Linked DNA regions of Mus musculus: all the other regions are linked to region 2. The links are chromatin contacts, called in public HiCAR-type, HiChIP or PLAC-seq and promoter capture Hi-C maps. All regions are on one chromosome and are shown on one strand. Each heading gives the region's core, a stretch centred on a gene start, on an enhancer-like site or on the middle of the called end of the contact. The rest is flanking DNA. Distances are from core to core; before and after follow the strand shown. Region 1 overlaps Pdzd2 (PDZ domain containing 2). Region 2 holds the start of Sub1 (SUB1 homolog, transcriptional regulator). Region 3 holds the start of Pdzd2 (PDZ domain containing 2). Region 4 holds the start of Slc45a2 (solute carrier family 45, member 2).

Region 1 (2,919 bases), core at 255-2,754, 590 kb before region 2:
GATGATAGTGACAGGACAGTGGTCCCCTTTATCCATGGACAGTCCCTTACCCTGTACTGATGGGCTATATTTATGGCAAAATTTAGTATGTATTAAATATAGCGAAAGGTTAGCCACCATAAGTAATATTTAAATAGGACGATCATAACAGATTACTGTAAGTTATGTGGATGTGCTTTCTCTCTCAAAATATCTCGCTGTCCTGAAGGTTTTTGACCTTTTTGACCACAAGTAATTGAAACCTTGGATTAGCAGTGAGCTATTTTACTGTGTAGCTTCAATGGTCTGGGTGCTGGCCACTTAAGTCAAAGACACATACAGGCATAGGGTCTTAAGTGCTCCAGCCACGATAGTGCCAATGTGTTCCTGGAGTATGAGGAGTCTGTACGATCCCAGAAGAAAATCTCACTGGGCAGATATAGGCCAGACATACTCAAGGTGACTGGCCAAATGGCACAGAGACACGCCATGCAATAAAGAGTAGCTGAGTATCAGCCCTAGCCAGCAGCAGCCTTCAATCCCCTCTGCCTCCAAATCATGTGTAAAAATAAATTTAGGGTTGGTACAATCTTAGACTGGTTACCCATGGCAACCTTGAGTTCTGTCTGGATTAAAGCAGATTTAGGCAGAGTGTCAAGAGGGTATGAGAAGGTGTTACTTGGAGAAATGACTGCAGGTGGTGATGTAGTAGGAGACAGAGAGAAAGGAAGATTCTCCAATTATAGCTTTATAATATGGTCCCTGGGGCCGCTTAGCACAGGGTCTTGTCTCCCTGCATGTGTGCCCAGAGGCACCTAGTACTCCATGCAAGACTATATATATAGTCTATAGGTGGTGACCTAGAGATATTAACGAAAGGTTAAATTTTACTCAGCATGCTCTCTAAGAAGATTTCCATTGCAGAAAGTTAAAAGGAAAACAAATTTCAGCATTTACAATTCAATTATCTGGAAAATTGGCCACGTGGAACAGCCCATTCCCCTAAGGATGTAGGCTGAAAGAAACAGCCCATGACCCACATGGTACCCAGCTCCATTCTTTTCAGCCTGCTGCCTTCTCGTGCAAGTTCTTTTCATGGCTTGGTTTCTGGAATCTCTTCCAGCTCATTCAAGTCCTACTTTCTGGTATCACGGAAGAAACTAAGACTCGGGGGAGTTCTTTCCTGAGGTCATCTATCTTCCCAGAGATCAAGTTTATGCCTTTGACTCAGAGTCAATAACTTTTTTTTTTCAAACCCATAAATAATAACAAATGGCATTGGATAGTTTTCTATATCCTGTAGTTTGTGATCAAAACAAATAGAAAGTTAAGTTTCTCTACATTTCATACAAAAGCAGGGGTCACACCCTAAAAACCTCCCGTCTCATAGGTGTAGCTTGTAGCAACTTGGTGACAAGAGTCATTGCTGCTGTTGGAAAGAAGCACGGAGCTTGCTTTCCCTAGATTTCTAAGTGCCACCAGGCCAAGGCAGTGGAGAATCTGAGAGCCGTCGTCTGCCATCTTGTGGTTGAAATCAAGCACTGTGAGAGAGTGTGCTGGAGCTGTCTGTCCCCCAGCTGGGTGTGCTTCACAGCTGTGCTCTTCAGGCTGAGGTCTCTGCTGAGTCGCCCCTCCTGAACCATACTGAGTCACCAAAATGTGCTGTTTCCCCAACTTTCATTCCTGCCCTTCCCCCCAGTTCCCACAGAAGACGAGACAGTGATTGCATGACCCACCCTGCTGGGCTCTTCAAGATGAATAAAGGAGTCCCCAGAGTCTTTAACGCCAGCTTCTAGTTTCTCTGTCCTGAAACTCACTCTGTAGACCAGGCTAGCCACAGACTCAGCCTGTCTCTGCTCTTGAATGCTGGGATTAAAGGTGTGCCACTACTGCCTAGACCAGAAATTTCTTTTAAGGTAAATCAGGTAACCAAGTCTCTAGCGTTATAGTGACTAATCGAGTGAGTTCTTAGAAAAAGCTGGCCGTGTCTGTAAACACTTATCAACAGGCATTTATTGAGTGACATTTCAGGGTCCACTGTTTTTGGCTTTTGAGACAGGCCCATGCTGATCACAAACTCACTATATAGCAGCAGAGGCTGACCTCTAACTTCAGACACTCTTGCTTCTGCCTCCTGAGTGCTGGAGTCACAGGCATGTACTGCCAGGCCTGCTCGATGTGATGCTGGGGCCTGAACCCAGGCTTTCATGCCTGCTTCATCCCCAGCCCTGGGTCCACTTGCTTTTGGGACGGAAGAGATGATATGAGATGGGAGACTTTCTCTGATACAGTGCTCTATCCTGTGATATGACACTTCGTCCAGACGCCCGTGATGCACTGCTCAATGCAGACACCCGTGATATGGCCCTCCATCCTGATGCCAGTAACACAACATTTCATCCAGCCATCCATGACACAGCGCTCTATCCAGACATCCATGACGCAGCGCTCCATCCAGACGCCTGTGACGCAGCGCACCATGCAGATGCCTGTGACGCAGCCCACCATGCAGACGCCTGTGACGCAGCGCACCATGCAGATGTGCTTCCTTTCCTTCCAACCACCTGCTTCGCTGATACCTGACTTGGAACTGAATGCCGGTGCGGCCATACACTCCCACCCAGGAAGAGGAAACCCCCAATGCCTCACTTCAGATACCCACTTCTAAACTGTTAGAAGTACTTCTAGGAATTGCTGTCACTAGGAAGCATAAGGAGGGAGGCATCTGGCGTGATTAAAGTACTACTGTCTGACTTCATACCCTCCCCCGTGGGCATTTCTGAGTCTTTTGCAGGAAGGCTGACTTCTGCTTCACCTTTCTTACTTGAGTATTGAACGCGTTTGAGCATTTCTGTTCTCTCATGTTTGGGTACTAAATGTCCCCAAGTGATTTTCAATTTTTCTTTCACAAGAGGGTCTTTGAAATCCAAGCTTTGGTGC
Region 2 (3,057 bases), core at 208-2,707:
GCTTGCTCAGCCTACTCTCTTATAGAACCAAGACTACCAGTCCAGAGATTGTCCCACCCACAAGGGGCCTTTCCCCCTTGATCACTAATTGAGAAAATGCCTTACAGTTGGATCTCATGGAGGCATTTCCTCAACTGAAGCTCCTTTCTCTGTGATAACTCCAGCTGTGTCAAGTTGACACAAAACTAGCCAGTACACCCTTGTTTAGAGCTTCATACACAAAGACTCCTCTCTCACTTTATTTTGATGACGGTGTTGCTCTAGTTGGACTCCCGCATTCAGTAGGGATGCGCTGGGGCACTTCCCTACTACCCTTAGTAGGTAGTAGTTCCATTCAATACAAGGTTTGAATCACTTATTAATTTTTGCAGCTGTTAAATGTGAAGACAACGATCATTTCAACTCTTGAACCTGTTAGGATGATCACTATCTGTCAAATGCTGTATGTAAACCTTTGTGATGAACAGAACTCTGTTTGTTGTTGGCTACAGGAGGAAACCATCCAGTACACATTCTAAGCCACCTGCTTGTGGTTATTTGTGATGGTGGAGTGGATTTCCTCCGCGAGACTTTGGATCCGTGTTTAGACAAAGGTATGGCGATTCAGTATGCCTCCCGGTTTCTGTCTCCAGTACTTAGCTCCTGTATTCTAGGCTGGTAGTGAGGCGGAACACCAAGTCCATGGTAACCTGCAGAGGAGGATGCTGCGGAAAGGGAACACAAAAGGGGCCAGGGAAAAATGTAGCCCCCAAAGGACACATCCTTACTTTTCACCACCTCGTAATAATGCTGTCATATTATGACTATCAGAGCATTAATTCACTGATTAAGGCACAGCTCTCAGGATCCAGGCTCTTCTGAAAAGGTCATCAGTTGAAAACCAGATCCCCAATGAATGAGCCCACAGGGAGATTTTATATTCAAACCACAATTACTTTGGAGCCCCAGAACTCCATTTTAAGAATAAAGGTTTCGTGGCTAAGGACATTTGTAAGATTTCTTTGACTTTCTGAATTAAATAGTGCGCCTCGCAGGCTTGCTTCCTTTGGATTTTAGCAGCATGAGTCAGATCTTAAAGGTAGAAACGGAAAATCATCTGTAGGCAAGTGGGTCAGCACATTGTTTTTTCTCAGAGTAGCTCCCATCATTTCAGTACAGCATTTATAGAGCGGTACCATATACAAGCTATTTGCAAGCGCAAAGCTCCGTGGATCTTGTCATTTATGTTTCATTGACATCTCATTCTCCTTCAGATCAGGCCCAAGCTGCGTGGCATCTCACTGTGGTGCCATCTCCCTCTTTCAGGAGCATTTACTTCAGTATCTGTGGCGGCCCCTTTAAGGCCCTGGAAAGGGCCGGCTGGCGGTTGGGCGGCGAGGCCACGCCCCCTTCACGTGGCCTTCGTGCCATTGGGCGGAGCCAGGGCCTCTAAGCTGCCGTCATTTCCGGCTCTCTGTCAGTCCGGAGTAGGCGAGCGAGCGAGGCAGAGGTTTTTGGTCGGCCGGAGCGGAGCGTGAGTGCGTGGGACCCCGGGCCCATTCCTCGGGGCTGCGGCCAGGCCGACCCCAGGCTACCGCGGCCCCCTTCGCTCTCCTTGCCGGTGGGGAGAAAAACGGCAGCTCGGGGGAAGGGCCTCCGCTCTTGCCCGCGTCCCCGCGGGGCCTCGTGTGGCGGCCGCTCTGGGGAGCCGAGCCGAGGCGGTGGGCGCGGGCAGGCAGGCGAACGGCGGGTGATGGCCGCGCGCCCCTCGGACTGGGTGATGGGGCTCCGGGCGGAGGCGCTAGCGGTCTGCCCTGAGGCTGCGCTCGCCCACCCCTGTCCGGACCACCGTGCTCGGGAAGCCATCCCTTCCCCACCCTCGGGGGACGCTGGCCCCGCGGGGTCGAGGGGCGGGGGGCGCGCTCGGCAAACATGGCTGGGCTCCGGGGCGAGGAGAAAATGGCGCTGGCGCAAGGCCCTCCTCTTGTGCACGCTCTCGACGCCCCACGCCCCCTTCCTGAGGCCGGCAGTAGCCCCAGCCCTCGCCTCGGGGCTTTCGGGAGCTTCCTGGCCGCGACCCCCACGGTGCCACGCGCCGGCTCGCCCTCGAGAGCCTCGCACTCTGGGATGTTTTCAGTATTCCCCAGCCCCGGGCACCGACTGGTCGGTCTATAAACTACGGTCACCCCTTTTAGTTACCTTTTGCTCGAATTACGAAGCCCCCCGCCCCCCGGCCTCCAAGAAACCACCCCAGTAAAGCCTCATTAAAGTTAAAAGTCCAAGTGTAGGGAACGGGGCTGGCTTTAGTTCCCAGTAACAAACATTGTTTTCTTATTGGGTAGATTTAGGTTAGATAATGACGTGGTTCTTTGAAGTAATTTTAGTTCCCCAGACAGCTTTTCGTAATGGGAGATAGATATGGCTGGCTGTTTGCAAGCGAAAGATTTGTTTATGTGCAATTCCCTCTCAAAAAACAGGCTTTGTGTAGTTGTGTGACCGAGCTAGCTTGGGAAACTTGATTTTGGAGGTCGGGTTGTGAAATGGAGCAGTAAGAGGAAAAGCGAAGGGACTGGTTAGGAGCCTTCTCCCTCCTGAGTTTAGGTATTACCTCTAACGGACTGGCCAGTTGTGTAGAGTCGTGGGCAGGATTTGGGTAGCTCACTTTTGCCTTGACCTCCTATTTTGCACATTGAATGCCAGTTTGGTCTTTAGAGAGCTGGGTTATAATTTTTTTGATGTAGGAGGTAGGAATTGATGTATCTTTCTTGAGCATTTACAGAATCTTGTGTTTTTTAGGACCTTTAAGCCATGTAGAAGTTAGTAAGTTTATTTAGATGGAGAGAGCAGAAGATAGTTTGGTAAATAGCTTTTGCTACCTGGTTTTACCATTTGGTGTAAGTATCTTGAAAAGTAGTTAGGACCTGCCTAAGGACTTCTTGAAATGTGGGTTAGACGAGTTGTCTGCCCTTTGTTTTATGCAGTAAATAAACAGCAGGCTCTGCACTGTGTGCCTGTCTGGTGAGTTTTGCCTTGCACATAAAGCCTTCACATTTTATATATTTCCCTAAGTAGAAAATC
Region 3 (2,702 bases), core at 8-2,507, 740 kb before region 2:
AGGCCTGGATTTGTATAGACATTGATCTCTGTGGATTGGGAATTATAAACGCCAAGGAAAAGCTGAATCCAAGAACCCCAACACTTGCTGAAAATACTATCTAGAAACGCCTTGGGTCTACTCTGGTCTCTGGTGCTGAGGGACACTCCATGAGGGCTGCAGGTGACGTAGCTGCTCTTCCAAGAGAGCAGCTCTTAATGCTTTGCTGGGCAAATCTAGAGCCTAGCCATGCTCCAACGTATCCTCACCTCCCTCAAAGCAAAAGATTTCCAATTACTGTTCTGCAGAAAATGTCAAAAGCATTATTCACCAACTCATGATCCCGAGGTTTGTAATTTTTCCTATGTTTTTACCCTTATCTGCCAGCACTTGAAAAAGACCAGCTTTTTCCTCTCAAGAGAGCTTAATTTGCAGAGCCGTGCGGTCTCCCTATTATGTTCTTATCGTCCTCTCCCTGTGGTAGGCAGAATGACAAGGATGACAAAAAAAAAAAAAAAAAAAAAAAGGGAACCAAAAATATTTGAAGACTTCCTGAAAATCTGTGGGATGAAGCATCCAAAAAGCTAGAGGCTCCCGTTTTCCCAGTGACCTGGAATAAAACGAAGGGCAGTTGGCCTTAGCTCTTGAGGTTCACTCAGAAGGAGGTTCACAACGTCCAAATCCTCCATCCTGGGGCCCATGGAATTTCCTCTAGCGGCTTAATTGAAGGATTAACAGCTCTGAGGTTCTTAAGACGCAAAGAGGTTCTCTCTCCCGAGGAATGCTCATACCAAGACTATATTAAGTATCCTAAGGACCAGAGGCCAGTGGATGGATGGTTGGCTTTTCTCCGGTCTCCCTGGGCCTCCCCACCCAATCTCTGATAAGGCAATTGACATTTTTCTCCGCTATGTGCTATGTTAAGTGCTATGCAAAAGGAAATTAAACCTCCTAGCTCTAGTTCTTCCACCTAGATGGCGCCCCAAGCCCTGCCTACATGGCGTTTCTGAGCCGCAGTCTCCCTGGATCGGTTCCTCCCAGGATCCCCAGGAAGCCGGCGCACTAGGACTGCTGTTTCCCTGGGAGAGCGGTCCTCCCCGCTCAGGGGCTTGCTCGGGGGAATCCCCGCCCACCTTGTCATTCCTGCAGGGGAATCCCCGCCCCCTGGGCCTGTCACTCCGGGAAGGTAGTTCCCGCCCCTCGGATCCAGCAGAGGGAAGGAATCCCCGCCCATTCTGGAGGCTCGGAGCATCCCTGCGCTGCGCAGCGAGAAGCTCACTCCCAGCGCCAGTGCGTACTAGCGGCGGGCAGTGGGACGCGGCGGGGCGGCTGCGGCGGGCGCCCTCCAAGCGCCCCACCGATCGCAAGACGCTCGGGATCGCGCCTCCGGCGGCAACCAGCAAACCCCTGCGGCGCGGCTTCTCCCGGCAGGCGCGGCAACAGCACCGGTGGTGGTGGTGGCAGGGGCGGCGGTAGCTGCGCCGGCACCGCCGGGCGGCGCCTGAGTCTGGACGCTCCAGGAGCGGCTCGAGCCTCCGCCGATCCGCGAACAGGTGAAGAGACCTGGCGCCGCAGCCGCGACGGGGGTGGGGCTTCGGGTGGGCTAGCGGGGTAGCTGAGCTCGATAACCCCAAGACGGTGTGCGCTGGAGAAAGTTCAGTGACAATCGGGTGTGGGGATCCCAGTTCAAGCAAAGAGGCGAGTGAGGGCACCCAAGTGGGTCCCCGCGTTAGGTGGCGCAAACTCCTCTTCCTTCTAGTGGGAGGTAAGAGGGGCACAGTGGAGGAGAGAGGTTGGGCGGAGCGAGATGGAGACAGCGGGATAACCGGAGGCGCCTTGCCTGGGACGCCTAAATCGGGCCAAGAATCCTTATCCCAGTGTGTTGGTTTGTCTCTCTACCTTAGCCAGTTACTGTTTTAAGGACCATCCTCCCGCGCTTCATCTCTCGCTAACCCCCCTGCCCACTAAGTGGCGCGAGAAAGAGTCCGCATGAAGAGCAAGGGCATCTTTGGGGGTTTAATGTCATCTGCCAGGGAGATAAGGGATGTTCCAGTAGGAAAGTATTTCTTCCTGAAGTCCCCCCCCCCAAAAAAAAAACCACCTGCCCGCCTTTCCCAATGAAGCACAAGACTGAATTGTGGTGGGGGGAGCATCTAGGACCCTGGACAGAAGTTTACCAGCGGCCCTTCAGCAGCCCTGCTCTCTGCATAGCTCTTGATAAGGGACCCTGGAGTCACACCAGGTCTGGCATGTGCTGGTGGCAAACACTGGAAAGTCGGACACTGGGGCATTCCAGAGTCCAGGCATATACTGGAGATTTGGGCATTGTGGAGGCCTGAGCTGGGGCTTGCCTCTTCCATGGGTTTTGCTTGACAAGTCACAATGAAGCTCCTGAAGGTTAAGTGGTTGTGGAGTGACCAAAGAAAGTGAGTTTCTCTTGCAGACACACCCCTGAATCTTCACAGCACTTCTCTTGGGGGGGGGGGGGGGGAGGAACCTCCCACATTCATCTCTGCTCCAGGCTTGGGCGATAGGGTCTCGACTGTTTCTACTGGGTCAGCTTTTTCTGGCCCGTGCCTTCTGGGTGGGAGCCAGGTAGGTACACGCTGGCAGGTGTGGTGTGGGAGGACTGCTTGTGAGGGCGGAATAAAATCTCTCAGAGCACACCCCTGGCTGTGGGTGGTTGTTCTAGCTCCATGAATTTCTTCTTCTATTTGGATGAG
Region 4 (2,821 bases), core at 179-2,678, 1.0 Mb after region 2:
TCTATCCCCAACCAACCCTCTCCAGTTCCTTTGGTTTATCGAGACAGGCACTGTAGCGCTTTTAACACCTATGTAAGATCCGTTCTATCTGTATGCTCTGTCCATCTACCGAATCTGTCAAGAATGATAAAGTTGTTTCCCTGATTTATAGTTTGCTTTGTTAACCTAAGAGTGGTGTGTAATATATGAACATATTTGAAACATTCCTGTATAAAAGAGAAAAATAAACCTCTCCTCTCTTTCCTACCTCCAGTACTTATATTTCCTATTTATATCTCACACTTCCATATTTGTACATCCTCCTAAATATATAAAAATGGTACCTGCTTGAGCTGTATCATACTCATTCACTTCCTACTGGCATAAATGGTATTGAAATATGTGCCCCTCAGGGTCTCTTTTCCAATATACTGTCACCAAGTACATAGAATTTAGTAGCTAATTTGCAGCTAGAAATATTGCTTTAACACCAAATTCTTCGTCCAGAATTTGCAATGCAAAAGCACTCCCAGAGCTGACAGGCCTGTGCCCTAAACCAATTAAAATGTTAAGCACCCAGAATTAGGCCTTATTTGTACACAGCAGGTAGTTTGTTACAAAGGCTTATAGCTGGACAATTTAACAAAGTCTTCCATGAGGCATAAGTGGCTCAAAACTCCTTCGACTGGTAAATAAATAAAAATAATTTTTAAGAATATAATTTGATGAAATAGATATAAGCTCAATCCCATTTTTAAAACCTTGCAATAATAAAAGGCAGCGTCGAGATGGTTCTGGAAGTAAAAGCCCCTCAGCCCCAGGCTCGGGGTCATCCAAAGGTGGGAGGGAGGTCACTGCATGCTGAGAGAGAGAGAACGTTAGTTCTAGCCATTTTCTATGCGGCATTAAAAAATACTGATGACATTTTAACCCAGCAGTTAACTATGGGATCTGTGCGATCCACTTACCTGATACGACCGCATCTCCATTGAGGTACAGAGCCATTCCCAAGAGCATCATAATGGCCAGAGTCAGGATGTATGGTCTCCGGCGACCCCAACGGGCCCTGCAGTGATCACTGGCTGATCCCACCACAGGCTGGAGCAGGAATCCCAAGATGGGGCTTAGGAGCCACACCATGCTGTACAGGCTCTTAGGCAGGCCCACGCTGAGCAGAACTGGAGTCACATAAGCTGCCTCCACCGCATAGCAAAACTCTCGGCCAAACATGGCCATGCTGTGCATGACAAGTCTCCCTGTGGATCTCTTGGGTTGCTCCACAGAGCCAAAGGGGCAATCCTCGGCTAAGGATTGATAGGTATGGGTGTCAGTCGGCCCATTGCTTCCACTCATGACCACGGAGAAAATAGCCTTCTTGCGTGGTCCTCAGATTTGTGCTCCAAACCGGGTCTGACATGGAGCCTGTCAGAGCAACCAACAGAGATGGTCAGGCTGGAGGAGGGGCTGAAATTCTTTCATGCCTCCAAGATCACAAGTTACGGTGAGAAGCAAAGGGGGCGTTGGCACTCGGAAGCATGACAGAGATTAGCTGCTGTGAGCCCTCGGGGTCCTTAGAATGCTTGTGCCTCTCTAAAGATCTTCCTTCACACAGTCAGTCTCTCTCTCTCTCTCTCTCTCTCTCTCTCTCTCTCTCTCTCTCTCTCTCTCTGTCTGTCTTTCCACACACACAATTGTACACCTCTTAGTTTCATAGCTTAAAAATCATAAAGTTTCCTTAGACAGAGACTAACTAAAAATGTAAATAATCCAATAATTTCTATAAACTTCTCTCTATAGATCTGGATATTCTGTTTTCCAGAATTCACACTTTCTACCCAAAGCTTAAAAGACAAATTAACTAGAGCTAAAACTGTGCCAGGCCCCAGTCTTCACCCCAACCACTGGCTGTCACTTAACTCCGTGAACTTTTCTCTCTCGCTGCACTCGGTGCTTTTTACATCCTGTGTTAACCGGTCTTGCTCTCAGGACAGAGATCAGGTCGATTTTGGTCGTTATGGCATCCCTAGCATCTAGCCTTGCACCTCTTAGGTCCTCCCAAAATATCTGCTAACAAACAGGAGTTGAATGAATAGAGTATATACAGTCTGTTTTGTACCAGTCACCGCCTACTTTACTTGGCCCTATGGGACTACATTTCCCAGGTTCCCTTGCTCCCTGGCTTCTAGGCATACTTGGACAGCAGGAAGCTTTGGTGAAAAGTCAGGGGTGGGAAAACAACAAGCAAGCAAACAAACAAACAAAAAAACCAAGTATGTCCCAATTTTCTTCATCCTGAGATATTTTTGGCATTGACTGAATGCCCACTATGAATCTAGTAGTTGTCTAGTAGCCACACTGGACTGCTGGGTCCCTTTAACTCTCCGTAGCTATTGTTACTGCAGCCCTAGGTCTAGTCCTGGCTCTTTGATTCTGCTCATACCGGGATAGCCTCACTATGTCATTTTATTACTCATATATATATATATATATACATATGTATATATATATATATATATATATATATATATATGAGAGCCTTTATTACTCTTTATATATATATATGTATATATATATATATGAGAGCCTTTATTACTCATTTATATATATATATATATATATATATATATAGAGAGAGAGAGAGAGAGAGAGAGAGAGAGAGAGAGAGAGAGCCTGTTACATATTACTAATGTTACTATATTACATTGATTTGTATCATAAATGCATTCTTCTAATTAAATTTTCTCTGTTTTAAAGACGTCAGGTGGGTCACATTTTCCTTACTGGATCCGGCAGGGAAAATCTTTTAGGAAAAAAAAATGCCTTTAAAAATAGTTCAGGAATA

The links. Promoter capture Hi-C pulls out the DNA fragments that hold promoters and counts their contacts. HiCAR-type assays count read pairs that join an accessible place to other places. HiChIP or PLAC-seq counts read pairs in DNA pulled down with a chosen protein or histone mark.
Region 1: a BATF HiChIP or PLAC-seq map of CD8 T cells shows a contact between it and region 2, with 5 read pairs. The contact joins the enhancer-like site here to the promoter of Sub1 in region 2. A contact is called at or near these places in 6 of 39 promoter capture datasets (cranial neural crest, frontonasal cranial neural crest, hematopoietic stem and progenitor cells and 3 more), 6 of 484 Hi-C or Micro-C datasets (the G1E-ER4 cell line, adipose-derived mesenchymal stem cells, ganglionic eminence and 3 more), 1 of 115 datasets of contacts at active chromatin or transcription factors (CD8 T cells) and 2 of 9 other capture datasets (adipose tissue and liver).
Region 3: a HiCAR-type map of astrocytes shows a contact between it and region 2, with 2.2 times the contacts expected there. The contact joins the promoter of Pdzd2 here to the promoter of Sub1 in region 2. A contact is called at or near these places in 2 of 484 Hi-C or Micro-C datasets (the N1E-115 cell line and embryonic stem cells) and 1 of 115 datasets of contacts at active chromatin or transcription factors (astrocytes).
Region 4: a promoter capture Hi-C map of hippocampal neurons shows a contact between it and region 2, with 5 times the contacts expected there. The contact joins the promoter of Slc45a2 here to the promoter of Sub1 in region 2. A contact is called at or near these places in 5 of 39 promoter capture datasets (the 3T3-L1 cell line, 3T3-L1-derived adipocytes, hippocampal neurons and 2 more), 3 of 115 datasets of contacts at active chromatin or transcription factors (astrocytes, embryonic stem cells and stem cell-derived neural progenitor cells) and 2 of 9 other capture datasets (adipose tissue and liver).

What each region holds. Positions count from the first base shown.
Region 1 is chr15:12,584,911-12,587,829 of GRCm38.p6, reverse strand. All of the region lies in intron 3 of Pdzd2 (PDZ domain containing 2), which reads left to right. Among named protein-coding and RNA genes, the nearest start is that of Gm41273, 65 kb to the left of the region's middle. Within about 2 kb of position 1,504, at least 22 of the 459 cell types and tissues checked have an H3K27ac peak or open chromatin away from gene starts, as enhancers often do. A contact at or near this core is called in CD8 T cells and stem cell-derived neural stem cells, where this site is marked.
Region 2 is chr15:11,994,407-11,997,463 of GRCm38.p6, reverse strand. Sub1 (SUB1 homolog, transcriptional regulator) reads left to right here and starts at 1,457. Exons shown (of 5, transcript NM_011294.3): 1 at 1,457-1,513.
Region 3 is chr15:12,738,447-12,741,148 of GRCm38.p6, reverse strand. It overlaps Pdzd2 (PDZ domain containing 2), which reads left to right and starts at 1,257. Exons shown (of 26, transcript NM_001081064.2): 1 at 1,257-1,532.
Region 4 is chr15:10,999,328-11,002,148 of GRCm38.p6, reverse strand. It overlaps Slc45a2 (solute carrier family 45, member 2), which reads right to left and starts at 1,428. Exons shown (of 7, transcript NM_053077.3): 1 at 948-1,428. The coding sequence starts at 1,332.